2 separate regions of the Mus musculus genome follow, and region 1 is linked to region 2. Evidence: chromatin contacts called from public ChIA-PET data. All regions are on one chromosome and are shown on one strand. Each heading gives the region's core, a stretch centred on a gene start, on an enhancer-like site or on the middle of the called end of the contact. The rest is flanking DNA. Distances are from core to core; before and after follow the strand shown.

Region 1 (2,700 bases), core at 174-2,673, 66 kb before region 2:
ATATCTTATTCACACCTCCTAGTGTCTCACAGCACTCCACCCACACTGCTCCAGTTTCCTATCTGCCCACAAAGCCTCGAGTGCATAGGTATTCCATAATAAAAGGGGCTCCTGGCACAAAGAGTAACACCCACTGCTTACCTTATCAGGCAGGTACTGAGGTACAGGGCATATTGCTGACCATAGATTCAACTGGTGGAGATGAAACTGGGTCCACTTAATATAGTCCAGGGCCTATCTCCCATGGACATTGTCTTCCTACCCTACACAAGTTTTAATATTCCTAATATACTAGTGTCATGTGGGTAAAAATTGGTTGCTTGAGCAACACTGAGGTGTTCTCTGGCCTCTGGCCTCTGACCTGTCAAGTGTATTAGAATCTTGACTCACCTAGAGAAGCCTCCATAGGGCTGCTGCCCACAACATGTACTTTGAAAAAACCACAGAAGAGCTACTATGAAGGTGACAGCCACAGATAGGGCACATCTGAGGATGAGGGTCCCCAGGTGAATCCTCATCTTGTGTCACCATGGCAAATCTGAAGGAACAGATAAGATGTTGGCAAACTCTGTGATGTGGGAAACAATCTTCTCACAGATAACAGGACTGAGAGGAGCAGGTGTACACCCAAGCAGAAGACTGGCTAGTTAAGACTTACTACCTGCCTCCACAGTCAGAAGAGATAGGAGGCAAACCAACATCTCTCCCAGACCATGGATTATACCAGGACAACAGAGCTCTGTGTGAGTGGTTTGGAAAGGAGGAAGTAAGAGAATGGGATATGCTGCAGAAGGAAGAGACTGGCAAATTCAACCCTCTACCTCACCAAGTAGGAAAACAAAACAAAATTAATTCCTCAGTTGGCAGATGAAATTCACAAGTGAACTGTTCCATGAAGCAGTATAGCATACAGTGATCTATATAATTTGTTAAAGAAGAAAAATTAAAATGGGGTAATTTATGCAACCTGTCAGCTCCAGGGTATGGAGCATAATGCCATAAGCCATGTGTTTATTATAGCCTTCTCATAGAACAGAGACAATTACTATAATTTCTATTTTTAAGGCAGAGGCTCCCCGTGGACCAATGGCTCACACTTAAAGTAAAGAGAGGAGCAGGTGTCAAAGGGACGTCATTACATCTATGAGCCTTCAAACGTCGATTGCACTGAGCCAGTGCACAACGCCTTCTGAGGCAGGGCACACAATACATCTGATTGCCCCATGCCTGTGTTCAGCTGAAATGTAATCTATAGCTTTTTGTGTCAGTTTTCCCAAGGAAATTGGCAGGCATTCTGCTAGATTAAAGTATGCCTTGGCAATTTGGATTTCCTGTGGATAAATTATTCAAAGGGCAGAGAATAGAGAGGGTTACAGGGATGTGTAATGGGCATTGCTTGCAAACTGTGAGCTCCCATTGATGAAGCTAACAGCTGTGGCATTCATTGTCCTGAGCACCTTCTCTTTCCGATTTACTTGCATCAAGTGTTCAATGTACAAGAAGTTCTCTTCAGTTTGCATAGCTTTGATTTAAGAAGGAAACTCCTGAACTTGTGGGAGAGAAGCCAGGCTCTTTAGTATGATGAAAATGCGCTCATAGGATCTGGATGACTTGTGAAGTCAATGCCAAAGGGTGATTCTCCTCTCACTTTTGAAATTGACAGTGGTAGCTGCTGTAGAGGCATCTGGCAAAAAATGTGTGAGAAATTCACATGCTTTCTTCTACAAAGTACTGCAGAAGGCATCTATAGACCTCTTACCTATAAGTAGTATAACTATTAGGCCATCATGCTCAGGGAAGCACTGTGCTTAACACTGCCCAGACTCACTGACTAATTGGCCTGGCATCAGATCCTAAGACTTCCTGCCTGTTCCATACATCAATGGTCCCTGCCTATGGTACAACTGACTGATGCAAAGGCAATGAGGTGCTTCTCAATTTTCCCTTAATTTGTTTTGTTTGTTTGTTTGTTTTTGTTTTTTTAAACAACCCTTTTATTTCTTCCAAGCACAAACAGTAACTGTTTTGCACATTAACTCAATCGCCTCTTGCCTTGAGGGTGAAAGGGTCTCTTTGTTCAGACAAATAATCTTGCTCCACTGTGAGATCGGGGATCTTTCCCAGGAACATCTGCTGTTTCTCTAACATCAATGTTACACTGCTGATAGAGCACAACTTTAGTTCTGACATTTTATCAAGTTTTACCTTGTATAGGAAAATTGGAGAAAATAATTTCCAAATACAAACACTGTATTCAGCCATATCTATTACTTTAGCCTGAGAGAACTCTGTCTCTATCCAGGCACTAAACTTGATTCCTTGGTACTATCTTAAAAGCAATCTCACTGGAGGGTGTTTGTTTATTTTTGTTTTTGTTTTCATTTAATTTTGTTTTGTTTTTGCCTCGAACTGTTCTGCATTGCTTTAGTAAAAGCAAGACCAGTCATTCAGGCTTTTTAAACACAATTACTAGACCCTTTTCATACTCACTTGCCAAACTGAGCTCCCTGTGTCAAACCTTTACAAAGTCAAGAACCAAAATATCAAATACAACAAGAAGCCTCAAAACCTGAAGATTACTTTTGGCTCTATTTTGGTTGTCTGAGAAATAAACTCAGAAACTCAATACAGCCAAAACAATAAATAGCTGGTCTTTAAAAAGAAACGATGGGGCCAGGCATGGTGGCATACACCTTTAAT
Region 2 (2,700 bases), core at 188-2,687:
AGCCCCACCCCACCCCCACCCCCGGCTAATACTTTATGTGTCCTGGAACAGGAACCTTTGTAGAACTGACAGGTTATAAAAGGACAGGCACTTCAGCAGTAAAAACAAATATTGTCATGACCCAGAACTCTGACACTTTCATGGCATATGCCATCCTTCTGCCCACCAAGTACTTGAGCTTGGCAGAGCACTTGGACCTTCATCTAAGCCAGACGATATTGGCTGTCCATAACTCTAGTCAACCCTTAAATGTCATTCTTCCAGTATCTCCCCCAAGCTATTGCCTATTGTTATGCAACAAAAACTTAGAAGCAAAGAGATAAGAAGTGTTTAGCTTCTGAGGATCCAAAACTGGGGAGTGGCTTATTCAAGTGCTCCAGCTCAACTTCCCAGGAGACTTCAGGCAGAACACTGGTGAGGTCTAGGTCCTTTGGAAACTAGACAATGGCTGGGTTCTCTTTCAAGAAATCCTGCTCCCACGGCTGCTGGCAAGACATGGATGCTCTCTACAAGCTTCTAGAGTACTCTCACAGGAACTAGAGGATCTGAAAGTCAAGAGGAAAACTTGGCAAAGAGCTGTGTGATCTAGTCTCCAAATCCACTCCCAGCCCTGACACAGGCTGAATATTAGAGAGGAATGGTTGAGGACAGCCTAGAATGGGTACTTTCTAAACCACAACCCACACCCACAGCTCTGCTGAGATCAAGCTGTGCCTGCTTCACTGTATAGTCATACTTCAGCAAGGCCTAATTAGTACACACTGCTCCTGAGTAAGAGAACCCCTTCAGGACAAGAGCCCCTTATAATGAATACAGCAAAACACCTCGCTTTCCAGAACCGTGTTCAGGCCACAGAGAGTGGCAAAAGCAGGTGTGCTTGGCAAAAAATGTGTGAAGGAGGAACAGAGTGAGTGGAAGATGAGTGGGTGTGAAGATCATGAGGGGAACACATTGGTGAGTGAACCAGGCTGTGAAAGAGATAGGCACCCTTGGGGATAGCCTATCCGCTGGCTATTGTTTGCTAGAGCTGACCACAACAGAGGAGGTACCAGCCAAATTTTCTCTGAAGATTCCAAACTCTTGTCCCCTTCAATGCTCTAGTGGCAAAATCATTTAGTAAGTAGTACTTATACAGACCTTTATTCCCACCCACAGCCCAGCAAAGGGAATGGCCTCCCTCTCCTGTCATTCCTCAAGGCTAGCCAACTAGACCAAGGGTGTTTCTCACCAGGATCCTGTTGGAACTAGCTCTGGTTTTCTCCATGAACTCGGGAGTCTGACTTAATCCACAAAACCCTCACACTCTGGCTCCTGCTGCCAAGGAGATCCTAACCTACCTAAGTACCCAAATCATCCTGCTGTTTCTCACAGCTGGTCAGGGACCTTGGCTGGGCCTACATTAGGGCCACAGTGCCCTCTGGTGGGAAGTGCCTAAAGCAGCTGATGAAGCCTGCCTTTTCTGAGGTAAAAAGACCCTTGGACCTACCTGATCCTATACATCCTGCCCTTCACATAACCCCAGGAGGAAGGCTGCGTGGTTCCCTTTGCACAGAGAAGGAAAATCAGATTCAGAGAAACGAGACTTGATCAAGCCTGGTAGTAAACAGAAACACTTAGGGGTGAGGCTGTGTTACACAGAATGGAGAGAGAATGGGGAAGGTATATAGTCCTGGAGAGCCAGGGAGGTATATTCATCTCTAAGGCTCCCCTAATGGCCAGCCTCCTTAAAGACAATGGCCAGGGTCAGCAACCCAGAATCCCACCACCTATCAGAATCATACAATCTCCTGGGGACTATAATTTCATCAAGAGGGAAATTTTCCCTTGATGCTGAATTTTGTTTGTTTGTTTGTTTGTTTGTTTTTGTTTTTGTTTTTCGAGACAGGGTTTCTCTATATAGCCCTGGCTGTCCTGGAACTCACTTTGTAGACCAGGCTAGCCTCGAAGTCAGATGCTGAATTTCTGTTTGAAACTAATGTGTTTGCTAAGAACTACTGGTGTGCTTGTATAAACACACACATTCACACTCACATTTTGAAATCCTATCCCCCAATGTGATGGTGTTATGAGGTGACTTTGCTATGGGAATAGGTTGTGAGGTTGAAACCCTATAACCTCATTATTACTATTAATATGACATATGCAGCTCTGAAGTCATCTTTCTATAAAGTAAGGATGCAACAAAAACACAATCTCATAGAATCCAATCCATCACACCTGCATCTTTTAAGCCTGTGAGAAATTCATATCTATTGCTTATAAACTGAGAGACTAAAACAAAACAAAAAAACAAATGGACAGTGTCATTAAAACTTGTATAAAACCAAGCATTGGCTCACTAACCCAGTACTGGAAGCAAGGTTTGGCACATAAGACACTCTTCAAAGGCCCCCTGACAAGGGCCATCTGCCTGAGAGTCAACTTGAGCCAGATTGGGCCTACACAGACAAGAGCCAGGAGGTAGATCTCTATAGTATAGGGTCACTCTGCCACCAGAGAAGGGTTCTCTGCTCTGTTATCACCATCCTTTTATCCTTTTAGATTTGCTCAAAAGGCAAGAGTCTACAAAGAAAAGCTGTGAAGGCATTTACCCACTGTCCCTGAGGGTGGGAAGAAAAGATGGTCATTGTCTTGGGAGAAGGAAAGGCAGCAGCCTCTGCAACCCAGGAAATAGTTTCCCTCCCATAAACCAAGAGGCTC

The links. ChIA-PET counts read pairs in DNA pulled down with a chosen protein or histone mark.
Region 1: a contact with region 2 is called in an RNA polymerase II ChIA-PET map of neural stem cells, with 5 times the contacts expected there. The contact joins two enhancer-like sites. A contact is called at or near these places in 6 of 39 promoter capture datasets (embryonic stem cells, hippocampal neurons, macrophages and 1 more), 1 of 15 datasets of contacts at CTCF or cohesin (large pre-B cells), 15 of 484 Hi-C or Micro-C datasets (the AtT-20 cell line, the Patski cell line, brain and 7 more), 10 of 115 datasets of contacts at active chromatin or transcription factors (a beta-TC-6 cell line, embryonic forebrain, embryonic hindbrain and 6 more) and 4 of 9 other capture datasets (adipose tissue, embryonic stem cells, liver and 1 more).

What each region holds. Positions count from the first base shown.
Region 1 is chr2:181,786,619-181,789,318 of GRCm38.p6, reverse strand. All of the region lies in intron 2 of Myt1 (myelin transcription factor 1), which reads right to left. Among named protein-coding and RNA genes, the nearest start is that of Myt1, 21 kb to the right of the region's middle. Within about 2 kb of position 1,423, at least 8 of the 459 cell types and tissues checked have an H3K27ac peak or open chromatin away from gene starts, as enhancers often do. A contact at or near this core is called in neural stem cells and oligodendrocyte precursor cells, where this site is marked.
Region 2 is chr2:181,721,113-181,723,812 of GRCm38.p6, reverse strand. No RefSeq gene overlaps it. Among named protein-coding and RNA genes, the nearest start is that of Oprl1, 7.4 kb to the right of the region's middle. Within about 2 kb of position 1,437, at least 11 of the 459 cell types and tissues checked have an H3K27ac peak or open chromatin away from gene starts, as enhancers often do. A contact at or near this core is called in neural stem cells and oligodendrocyte precursor cells, where this site is marked.